Regions from separate parts of the Mus musculus genome. Here region 1 is linked to region 2. A link is a contact called in public HiChIP or PLAC-seq data. All regions are on one chromosome and are shown on one strand. The core of a region is the stretch at or near the end of the contact, and the rest is flanking DNA. Distances in the headings are between cores, read along the strand shown. Region 1 overlaps Satb1 (special AT-rich sequence binding protein 1). Region 2 has its middle 38 kb from the start of C330011F03Rik.

What was found. HiChIP or PLAC-seq counts read pairs in DNA pulled down with a chosen protein or histone mark.
Region 1: a contact with region 2 is called in a RAD21 HiChIP or PLAC-seq map of pro-B cells, with 9 times the contacts expected there. The contact joins two enhancer-like sites. A contact is called at or near these places in 1 of 15 datasets of contacts at CTCF or cohesin (pro-B cells), 12 of 484 Hi-C or Micro-C datasets (the C10 cell line, the HPC-7 cell line, the N1E-115 cell line and 7 more) and 4 of 115 datasets of contacts at active chromatin or transcription factors (embryonic stem cells, forebrain, large pre-B cells and 1 more).

Annotation. Positions count from the first base shown.
Region 1 is chr17:51,774,674-51,780,621 of GRCm38.p6, reverse strand. Satb1 (special AT-rich sequence binding protein 1) reads left to right here. Exons shown (of 11, transcript NM_009122.2): 8 at 5,204-5,416. Among named protein-coding and RNA genes, the nearest start is that of Satb1, 55 kb to the left of the region's middle. Within about 2 kb of position 2,556, at least 6 of the 459 cell types and tissues checked have an H3K27ac peak or open chromatin away from gene starts, as enhancers often do. A contact at or near this core is called in pro-B cells, where this site is marked.
Region 2 is chr17:51,406,998-51,412,802 of GRCm38.p6, reverse strand. No RefSeq gene overlaps it. Among named protein-coding and RNA genes, the nearest start is that of C330011F03Rik, 38 kb to the left of the region's middle. Within about 2 kb of position 4,307, at least 90 of the 459 cell types and tissues checked have an H3K27ac peak or open chromatin away from gene starts, as enhancers often do. A contact at or near this core is called in pro-B cells, where this site is marked.

The DNA of each region.
Region 1 (5,948 bases), core at 1,307-3,806, 370 kb before region 2:
TAAATGGGCAATTTTGAAAACAAAACAGAATTATTTGGAACCCTGGGCTTATCAATAAATAGGTTTAATTTTAAATCTTTATGTATTGATGATTGGTATTTTTCAGTGGAAAGAGCCTTGTTTGGATTTTTTTTTAATATGAATTGTTTCCTGTGGATATTTAAATGTTTATCGAGAGCCAGCTTTTGCACACACAAGCATGTATGTATCTTTCAGTGGTCATACTTAAAAAAAAAAAATCACACGCACGCGCCCACACGCAGCTGCATTTAGTTCAGTGATTATACATTCATATGAATGCATGTAGTGTGTTTATTTCAGAGTGTATGCATTTCAATAAAAGCAGGTGCAGAGTGAGAGTAGGGTGTGAGCGTGCAGTACGAAAATACACATGCTGATGCATATGTAGCGAGAGAGCTCTGCAGTTGGACTGCACATCTCAAGTTGGTGTGTGCTCACTGCAGCTCCCTTGCAACCCGGCTGGGTTCAAACAGTACTGTTAAAAGCTGTGGGTAAAAAAGGCAAAGTTCCGATACGGGTAGGGAGAGGCCCTACACCCTGCCCAGGGTTCGGTAAAACATTGGTGTAGTAGGCGGCACGGTTAGGAATGGAGAATTGGTTTAGTCATTGACAACTTTAAAAATCCTGGATTTCCTGTTTTAGCGCTTGAGCCTCTCCTCATCATGTTAATAGGGCTTCCCAGACTAAACCTTAATCCCCCCAAGACTGTCACATACAATGTTGAACAGGAAGCCTACCATTTCTGAAAAGTTAAGGTGAAATTTATATAATGACTTGTTTAAAGGAATCCTCCCTTTCTGAATGATAGGCATATGTTATTTAATCGCTACTGAAGATAGTAGCTTTTAGCATATGCCATCCATTCAGTTCTGTCTACGTGATATCTTTTTAATGGAAATCTATGGCCAGAAGTGAACGCCAGTGCTTCAAAACTTAACAGTTTTAAATTCACCTCTCTCTGATACTGTCATTTAAAGGCTGTGATACAAGAAGATGTATTTCTTTAAAATTTTAAATAAAACCCAGAGATTAACTCTGATCCTGCACAGTGGCTTCCCCCACCTCTTTTCTCTCCTTTCTGCCTTTGGCACACTTTATTTTCCAGTAAAATAAAGAATTAAGATGGATTATTCAAAACTGATAACAGTAATGGACCATCCTGTAATGTTTTATTGAATTTGAGTTCTGTGAATTATGTGGTGGAGAGAAAGAAATTCACCTGCTTTAAGTATAACAGAAATCACTACTGTCTTCCTATCATTCTTCAGGGTAATTTAAGAAAAGTCCACTCTCCATATCACAGTTGGATAATAGGTAGAAAGGTGCCATTATCTGGTGTGACAGCTCTTGATGAGCCTACCAAGGAACACAGATGAATGCATCTCCTTACAGCTTGCTTGGCGTGAGGCCATGAGCAGGTGGAGCTTGAAAATAGTCTTTCACCTGGACACATGACCAAGAACTCACCAAACAGGCCAGTAGCCTGGAGAATATTCTGTCTTTCTCTTAGGAGGGAGGGCGGGTTCCTGAAATCTTTTTTTTTTTTTTTCCCTAAGAGCTTTGAAGTTCCACAGAGCTGATAAAATCTATTTTAATCAGTGATTATGTTCAAAGAGGAGACAAACTGGAGGCCAGACAGGCTTTTTGTTCAGATTGGCCGTCCCTTTAACTTATCTGCTGTTTTAAAGAATTTATAATGAGCCTTTGGAAGGACTGATAATATTTATTGGAGGTTTTCTTTCTTTTGCAATCAGTAATGAATTTTACTTGTAATAACTTGTGTAACTCTTTGTCGGAATGTAAAATAGAAAGGTTTAGGAATTTATCAGTAAATGTATTCTTTAATTGAAAAACATCAGGGCTCTCCGTTAGCCACTAAGTAATGACAGAGTAGAATAATTTTATGTTTTCATACATACAACACAAATCTAATTATTTGTACGATCTGACCACCCAGTGAACGCCAGATTCTTATTTCTAGTGAGAATAATATTTGTGACGTGTTGGGAACCCCCTTCATAACATGCACGTCTTTTGTTTCACTTCTTTTTAGAAACAAGATTACTGATTTTACCTAATTTAGTTCAGTGACTTTATTGAAGCACCTATGGGACACAGATTGGCTGTACTTTAATTGGGTACCTCAGCTGGTACTGTAATGTGACAGGGTGTGTGGTCTTTCCGTACTGTTTCTTTAGTATGCTAGATTGTTGGTAATGATGTCTGGATCAGTCAGTCATGAGAAATTAATACTAATGACCTTAACCTTCCCTGGCAAGACTGCACTATATCTGACCTATATCACCTGGGAAAAGGGACCACATAGACACTGAATTCATCAGCCATTCGAACTACAACTGGAACAGGACCCAGACTTTCACTCTAGTGCCTGCATCCTAACAGCTGCCATTTGCATCCAGATTATTCTACATTGCTCTTAAGTCATTTTTAAAAATTAACACTAAATCATATGATTTCTAACAATATTTTTCAGGCATTTCCACCAGGGGGCACTCCCCTCATTGAAAGCTCTGGGCCAAAAAGAAAAAAAAAAAGTTTGTGAAACAGTAGATTGTCTGAAACAGTAGATTGTCTGAAACAGTAGATTTTCTGTCTCCACTGGCTGCTATGGAGCTCCTTGAATGTCTGGGGTTGGGAACACTGTCTTGGCACACTCCAGGCAGGACACCTGCCTTCACTCAAAGCTATGGTTACATTTGGGGAAAGGGCCCCTCAGAGGCAACGCTTCTCTGCTTAAATGGGAAGGTTTGCTGACTTCAGATTCTCACCCAAGTGGTGATGTCTTCTGGCTGAGCCACACCCCTGGTGAGTCTTCTGTTAACAAGACTTGAAGGAAAATGTTTCTGTGTTCTGTTTTGTTTTTTCTGACAGGTTTGGCTTACTCACTATACTTCTGCTGTGGAATATTCTTAATAGACATATATAAAATATTACTTTGTCATTTTGAGATTGTTAGATGTCTAATATCAAGTGCTCTGATGTACAAAAAAAATTAAATATTATACCCTAAATATTTATAGGGTATCTTTTGCCCTGATTTGTTTTCTAATTTACTGACTAGTTAGTAACACTGTGCAGATTGGCATTTCACAGAGCAAAGCCACTACTGAGTGCCTTGGCTGAAAGAGCCCATGGCCTTGGTTCTTTAGTAACAGTAGTCTTAGCTGATAATGACCATTTCAATATATTCTAGTGTTCCCTTTTTCATCTCTGCAGTCTATATACACATAATTACTTTAGTACTTATCAACAACTTTTAAGCATAAGGCATTGAGTTAGACAGACAAAATTAACTATACTATTATCCTTGAGGATTTCATGACATTTTCTATATTATATGTATTCCTATGCAATTGCTATATATTGCTTTACCAGCCATGTTTTTGTCTGTTCCATGTATGTATGTATGTTTTTGAGACGAGGTCTTACTGTGTAGTCTGACTGGCCTCAAAAGCATGATCTTACAGTTTTAGCCTTCTTGGTGCTGGAACTACAGGCATGGTATCATGCCTTGTTTTCAAGTAGTTTTTGTTTGTCCGTTTTTTAAGTATGTAACATTTTGTGGGAACAGTGGCATAGACTTTCAGTGTGATGTGTCTTGTTTCTTTTTATAAGACACATCAGAAATAGTCTAATCAGTTGTCCTAGTGCAGGTTAAAGAGTGGGATGGCTGACTGCCTGTTTGAATCTGAGGTCAGTTGACAGGATGTTTGGTTGTCAGTAGACAGAGTTGCAGTTACTAGTTAGTCTCATGGCCAAAAGGACAAATGCCTCAATTCTTAAGGAACATTTCTTATGAAAGTCCAGACATAAATCCAGGCTTTGGTTGCAGTAGACCAACTGTGAGATTTATTTGTGACTAACTCAGTTCCCCAGAGCTTGGTGGACATTTCTTCCCTCCTTAAGAAGCTGCTTATAAATCAAATGATGTATTTTAAAGGGACAGTGTTCTTATCTGTAATAAGTACTGTATCAGTATATCAGGCAGCATGATGCACTGATGAGAAATTGAAAGGATCTCCAAGAGTTAAAATTTTGGGGAGTCTATTTTACCTTCTCTCACTCAAATATACATTTTTTGACCATTTCTTTAGGGTTTGGGTAGAGGTAGATTTCAAATTGTGCAAAAATCTGGATGTAATTCTACTACTATCACGATAACTGATGTAACTATACTATGATAATATGTCTAAGTAAAGAAAGCAGGCTACAGATTGACGATGACTTCTAAGTCTTATTATCCTGGAGACAGCGCAGCCTTTGCTGTTCTTGGACTTCATACTCTTCAGATACATCAGAAGGAAATCACCCATTTAAATAATAAATTCCCCCCCAAAGAAAAACAAACATATTGTAATACTGAGTTATTGAGGGAAGAAAAACACCTTAAGAGAAGATTCTAGAAGTTTGTAAGTTTCTGCTGTTGCTAATAGTGACTTTTAGTTTGATGATACTCTTTTCAATATGTCAAATTCTGGGATAGATTTTTACAGTGTGGAAGAGTAGTTAATTATTTCAGGTGTGATCTGTGGTTTCTGACGTGCGAAGTTTCCAACCTGTTACCTATCGGTATAGCATAGAAAGTTTTACAGTTTCCCATGGCAGTCCATTTCCCTTTAAACAGCAACTTAATGACTACCTGTGACACTTTGTAAATTGAAAATTAAGGAACGACAAAATATCATCTATATAGACAAAAGTTTGAGTGGTCTTCATTGTGCTGCAGCTTGTTTTCTGGTATCTGCCTCAAATGCTTGGCTCACCCCCCCTAGAAATGGCCTTGTGCATTAACATGGTGAGCTGCTGGTTGCCCCGTGCCTTTGTCTGGAAGCTTGAGAACTATACAGTTCGATGTTGTTGTACTACGTACGGGGATTTTTACTTACTCTTAACTTCTCTCGACCATCTCTCAGTGAAAGATTTCACGGCAAGTTAAGCTACTCAAAGGAATGAGACCAATTAGGCCGGTTCAGTTTCTGCTATATGTAAAGCAGATGCTAAGTAAAAGCAAGGATACAATTGAGGCTCTCTTCTCCGCTACTTCAGTTGTAGCTAATATATTCCTATACAGACTCAAAGCCTCTGACTGCTCACTTTCTAAAGGGTGAGGCGAAGGCAGGGGCTATGCAGAACCTCACCCCATGTCTTTCTTCCCCTACAGGGATTGCTTTCTGAAATCCTCCGAAAGGAAGAGGACCCCAAGACTGCATCCCAGTCTCTGCTGGTAAACCTTCGGGCTATGCAGAATTTCTTACAGTTGCCGGAAGCCGAAAGAGACCGGATATACCAGGATGAGAGGGAAAGGAGCTTGAACGCAGCCTCAGCCATGGGTCCTGCCCCGCTGCTGAGCACACCACCCAGCCGCCCTCCCCAGGTGCAGCCACCTCTTCCTTAGAGTTCTTTCTTCTGCCCTAAAAAACAAACAAACAAACAAACAAAAAAACCGTAATGATGACTCTCAGCAAGAAATTGGATAAATAGATACAGATGTTTAAAACTTCTGTAGGTTTCCTTGAGAATTTCATCCCAGATCACTAATTCTGATGGAACACAGTCCACTCCTAATTAGATCGAGAAAAGAATACTGACTGTGTTGCTCTAAGTCTTTAGGTTCTTGAGGGTTGAAGAAGCAGGGTACGTACCTCCACTGCTGTTATTACAGAGGTACCCAGACACTGCAGAACAGAAATAATAAGGCCTGGTTAGTGTCACTCGTTTGAAGACTGCCATTTGAATAGTAAATAAAAAATAAATAAGTAATTTCATTTATATTTATGCTTTCCAATACGGACTGCAGCTGGTACCAATTACATATCATCTCGCTTGTAATCTTTCATAATTAAGTTTAATACAATCCTTGAAGGCAGCTTTAAATGGGACCGATAAAGAATTCTATCCATATTCCC
Region 2 (5,805 bases), core at 3,058-5,557:
ATAGTTAATACTTGGGCCAACTCTTGTGTTGCCTGTTGTCATGTTTTTAATCCCAGCACACAGGAGGCAGAGACAGGTGAGTTTCAGGGCAGTCAGAGCTGTATAATGAAATCCTGCCTAAAATAAATAAGTAGGTATATTTACGAGTAGATCAAAATTCCTGAGTCGGAGCTTTCCTGAGAGATTCCAAGGGTCCTTTAAGAAGTCCTTGCTCTCTCCTTCTGCCTCTTCTTGCCCACCTCATACAACTTCTCCTTCCTTTCTTTTCTTCTTTTCTTTCTTCTGTCCACTATAAGCGTCTATATTAACCTATTTTTTCTAAAGAAAAGGTTGATGGTTTTCAACAGATTCATGCGAAAATCCGTGATTTAATTTTTTTCCTCATTCAATTGAGCAAGTGTTTTAAAAATAAGACCTTCAAGGTATATGTAGTCCCTGCATCTGCAGCAGGGGCATAGCCCAGGAACATATTAGAAATACACATTTCTACCAATTGACCTCTGTCCTCGAGTAGAGCCCCGGTAGTCTGAGTTTTAACAAAGTTTTCTAGCTCTGAAATGTGCTCCAGCTTGAGAACCAACAGACCACCCTAACAAAGTCAAAACATCGCTGACAAAAAAGAAGTGTTTGGTTCAGCCATTTCACAAAAGGAGAGTGATCTAAACAGACACTTGAAGTCGCCACCTTAACATGGCCTATGACTGTCAACTAGGGCTTTTAAAATTGAACATGTACGTTTATCCGAGATCTGAAATTAAAGGGCATTTCACATTTGGCTTTCTTGTCTCTGCACATTGAGCTCTCATTTAAACTGTGCAGTCTGATTGTTAACGGCCATCCAGGGTAAACCCCTCTGCAGACGCCACGCTGTGAAACGTGTACTAGAGGCCACCATCTGGCCCGTTCTTTTTTAGTGACACAAGTGACAAAATGGTCAAACATAAAAATTCAAAGCTTCAGAACTAGAATTTTCCTCCAGCAACCCGGTTCTCACGTGTCTGCCCATCTCCGCCTGTCTACACTCATGTTTCTGATCCAGAGCTGAAATGAGCTCCCTCCGCATCCCCCAAACACACACACACACACACACATACCCTTCCTCCTTCTCTCCTCTCAACCATGTGTTCATTTTGGAGCCATTTCATTCTGGCTCTGAAATCCATGCTATTTTGACAGGTAAAAGTGAGATCCTCAGAGCTCTTGGTTTTAGGACTCGAGCTTTAAATGAAATCATGATGACTTGAGAGATTGCTATTATTTTCTTTTAGTGTTTAGGACTGCTTGGAGTAATAGCCTTTTCTATACCCTCAGGCTATTTGAGGACAGCCCTGTCCTCGGCTTGGAGGAGCTCATTCAGAAAGATGCACGAACCTACAGATGAACGCACAGCTAACCAGCTGCCCAGTTCAACCATAACTTCACAGCATTGTCATCCAGCTCAAGGCCCCATGCAGGGTTTTTCATTGTCTACCCCACTCCTGTAGCAATTCCAGAAGTTTCACATAAACCTACCCTACACCTGCATAATTTAATAATTATTATATCAATATTTAATTACCCTCCACCTGCATAATTTAAATCAATTTTTTTTTTTACTTGTTTTCGCCATTTGGAGCTCAGGGTGTATGAAGCAGGTGTGTTAGTGTTGAATATGGCGTTTCCTGGAAGAATCCCTCTATGGTATTCACAGGGCCTCACTGCCTGCAGACAGAAAGGACGTATTGCATTGTGTACCTAGCTCAGTTAGCCTTGGTCTGTGGGAGGACCTTTTCAGCGCTTACTGGTCTGTGCTGGTCTATAGCTAGCTGGAGAAAGCAGACTGTTCAAATTATTTTACTTTTCCATAAGCTTCCTTCAGTGTATCTTTAGGCACTCTTGAAACACCATTTTCTCTACCAGTGTCCTAAAATTAGTATTATTAGTATTTCTAGGGAAAGTTCACTATGAGCAAGTTTCATCTTATTGAAAGAATAATAATAGCATATGGCATGATATACTAAGTGTATTATATAGACTAACTCATGAGGAAAAAACTCTATGAAAATTTAATATCATCCTCATTTTATAGAGGAGAAAACCACGCCAAGAGAGGGTAGGCTTCTTGCCCTAGGTTACCTGGAGTTGCTGGGAATCAAACCCAAACAACATTGGTATAATGGTCTTAACCACAAGGCCTGCTGCCTCAAAAAGACTCCACTTCCATCTTTTTAACCTCCAGGCCTTTAACTGGAAGTTGTGCCATCCTTCTGAGCATCAGAAGGAGTTCTTCCCCGAGGTTCTATTAACCACTCACTCACTACAGGACCAGGTGTTTCCTGGTCCACTCTCTGGGCATCTTCAGTTTAAAATCTCCCTGGCCTTACCAAGGAACCTGAATGATTAACAGGCTTCAAGATCAGGTTCTTACCAGAACTGGAACCACCTAGCAATTAGCTTGGTACCACTGACCAAAACTCAAAACTTTCTGAATTATATCTGTCAATACCTAGTCCCCATTGTTGTTGTTGTTGTTTGAAACCTCTTTCCTAAACAGATTTAGTCTGATACAAATAATATCCCCAAATATTCTACTCTGCTTTACCAAGCCGCGACACTCAGAAGGAATCTTGACCTTGACCTTGACCCATCCTGAGGAGGTCTCCCAGCAAGAGCCTTGTGATGCTGTTAGCGGATGCCTGTGGTTCAGACTTGCAGGCTTTGAGGTGGGGGAGAAGAAAAGAAACCCAGAGGAGGGCAGCAGGACACAGAGAGAGAGAGAGAGAGAGAGAGAGAGAGAGAGAGAGAGAGAGAGACAGAGAGAGAGAGAGACAGAGACAGACAGAGACAGAGAGAGAGAGACAGAGACAGAGACAGAGAGAGAGACAGAGACAGAGAGAGAGACAGAGACAGACACACACACACACACAGAGAGAGAGAGAGAGAGAGACAGCAAGGAAGACAGAACACTCACACAACGGCCCTCTACCTGTACCTCACGATGCCAGCCAGAGGCCCTACATGTGTCCTTGCCAGGAGAAACAACTTGGTATTTTTGGGAAATGCTGATTCTAGGGATTAATTTCTAAATGTTTGGAACAAGATGGGGAGTGCTCTTAAAAAAATACAAGTTGAAATGAAATACAGCTCATTTATTAGCATCTGAAACAAGAATGCATATTGCCCACACACTAAGTACCTTTAAAGTTATGTATCAAATGAACAACAAAAGTCTAATGTATTTTACTTTCTTGACAAAAGCAAGAAAAAACGAGAAATCCCTACTTTCACAATCTGCAAGCGATACCATGTGAGCCGATTACCAAGGCGTTCCAGAGTTTTAAGGGGTACAGGTAGGTACTTAAGCTCTATTAGCTTCCTGATAAATCCATTTCTAACTAGACCTCAGAGAGATGCTGGGATATCGGAAGCATATAAATGCAGCTTGGTAGTTAGCACTGGACACCACCACACAGTTAAAAGTGGCCTGTATATGTATTTTTAAACCTCTTTTTGTCTTGAAGAATGGAAGCTTTCCCTTTTCTTTGTCTAGAAAGGTCTTCAATCAGAGAAATCCTCTTTCCTTCGCCTGTCTCCAGTCAGATCCTAAGGCCAGCCTCACTCATCACTCCCTAATCCTCAGGCAGCACCCTTTCGTGCCTGTACTGGGATCGGTTCTCTTCCTGAGACCCTGCACAGACTTGTTTCCCTGCTTGCAGTTAGAGAAGGGGCCAGAAACTCATGCCCCACGTTTCACTCCCCAACTCTACAAGGCACAGTCAAACCCCTAGGACAAATTGCTGAGTGCTCCAAGTCTCAATTTCCCAGTCGTCCCATGGGTTGGCTCAATGGACATCTTCTCAGCCACACCCTAAAGCCCTAATAGCTGACAGGAGATGAGAGATGAGTGGAGCCATGCTTATGAAAAGCTTGGCACTCTTTAGTGGAGACACACTGTTTAATTACAAGAAAATGTATTCATGGGTCAAAGAGTCCCCCCACCACCCCACCACCCCACCGCACCTCCATTTTTAGTGAAAAATCCTGGAAGTGCTACAAACTGAAGCTTGTGTGTACATTTTGCACCTGTGGCAGGAGAAATGTTTATCTAAAGAGGACACACTGAAGTGTGGTTAGAACAAGAGAAGAAATGAAAAGAAAGGGAGATCGCTATCAGTCTTGCTGACACTTAAAGTGAAAGGGAAACGGAAGGGAGAGGGGGAGGGGAATAGGAGGGGGAGGGGCAGTGTCATGGAGAGAAAACAGGAAACAGGCATCAAGGTTTAAACTTAGACAACAGCATGAGCCACACACCATTATGGCCCAGCCTCATCCTGTCTTTCTGTTATCTAGGCTGAGTATACTCTGCTTCACACAGATGAGAGATCAGAGCTTCCAAGAGTACAGCTTCACTCATGGGCAACACCAGAGCTAGTTTACAGCAGCGATAGGAACACAGCCCCGTTTCTGCGACCCTTGGAGAGGTTCCTCCCACCGTGCGTTTGGAACACTGACTGTGTGTTCCAAACCAGGCTGGTACAAAAGTCTACTCATGACTAAGTTTATCGATTTCAAGTACACAGATTGCTGGTGTTATTGGAATTTTCAAGTGTGAGATCTTCAAGGTCATCTTTAAGAAAAATTATAATTCCTTCTATACTAGTTGGGTTCTTCATAATACACTTTAGTTGTTTATTGACCTGCAGAGCACTGTGGTATGGGTCAGATATCTTTGCCTTCTAGGAGCTTATAGTCTTCCTTGAGGGAGGAGAACTTAAATTATCAAAGCTTGAGAGATAGGCCCAGATGAGGACATGGTGATGGTGATAAGGTGTTCAAGGATTTGCTAAAAGAGGTTGGAAGGGATCACTAGAAGGTTGGGGTGGGTTAGCTCCCACCAGCTCCCACTAGTGAGTTCAGAGAGGAAAATAAACATGTGTGACCAGCATTCAGAGCTCTGTACAGGGCACACCATGGATGGGATTTATGGGCATTGAGACAGTGAGTTCACCCGTCTTGTTGGTGCAGAAAATGGGATACATGGCTAAGAAGAAAAGTCCAGACTGGGGAAGGCAGAATGGAATAGAGACTTTATCCTTGAGCTATAAGAAGTCATTGTGACTTTGTCCAGGGTGCAATCAATGTCAGAATCAATGTAGTATGGTGTTCTATCAAGAGGAAAAGCAGTTTAAAGACCTTCTCAGATTGGCAGTGACCCTAAAGAGGTTAAACATGGCTGTCTAATTCATTGTGTCACCAGTGAGCTTTTATCAGTACAAATGGGGAAAAGTAAGTGGCCTCTGATGCTCCCCAAAGACCAAGTATAAAAGCATCCTCCCGATTAGGAGTCATTGAAAAGTAGGATGACGTCCAGTTCTAGAGACCCATCTTGTCCAACCCCTTCCCCCAGACAAAATGTGTGTCCAAAGGAGAATTATCAGACAGAAATCAAAAACAATGTGTGGAAGATGGAGGGCGGAAGTCAGAATTAGCACTACTCAAAAGCTGGCCCAGCCAACAGCCACCATGCTCCCCCCAACACCATCTGCTGCCTCCTCAGTAGAGCTGAGAGGAAATCCACAGGCACATGTGGCTGCTTGTTCCAGCCTGGTTAACAGTTCACCAGGGACAGCCCAAGTCCTTGCGCAACCACAACTGTCACTTGCAAAGAGGAAGAAGAGCACCTGGGGGCTCTGGCCTTAAAATAAGACCCCTGAACCCTCAGATAAACCCACCCGTGTCCAACTTGTCACTTCATAAATTTTTATTACTCTTAACGTTGGACTTCTACATTTCTGCAGTATGGGAAGCAAATCTTTGAGTTGAGTG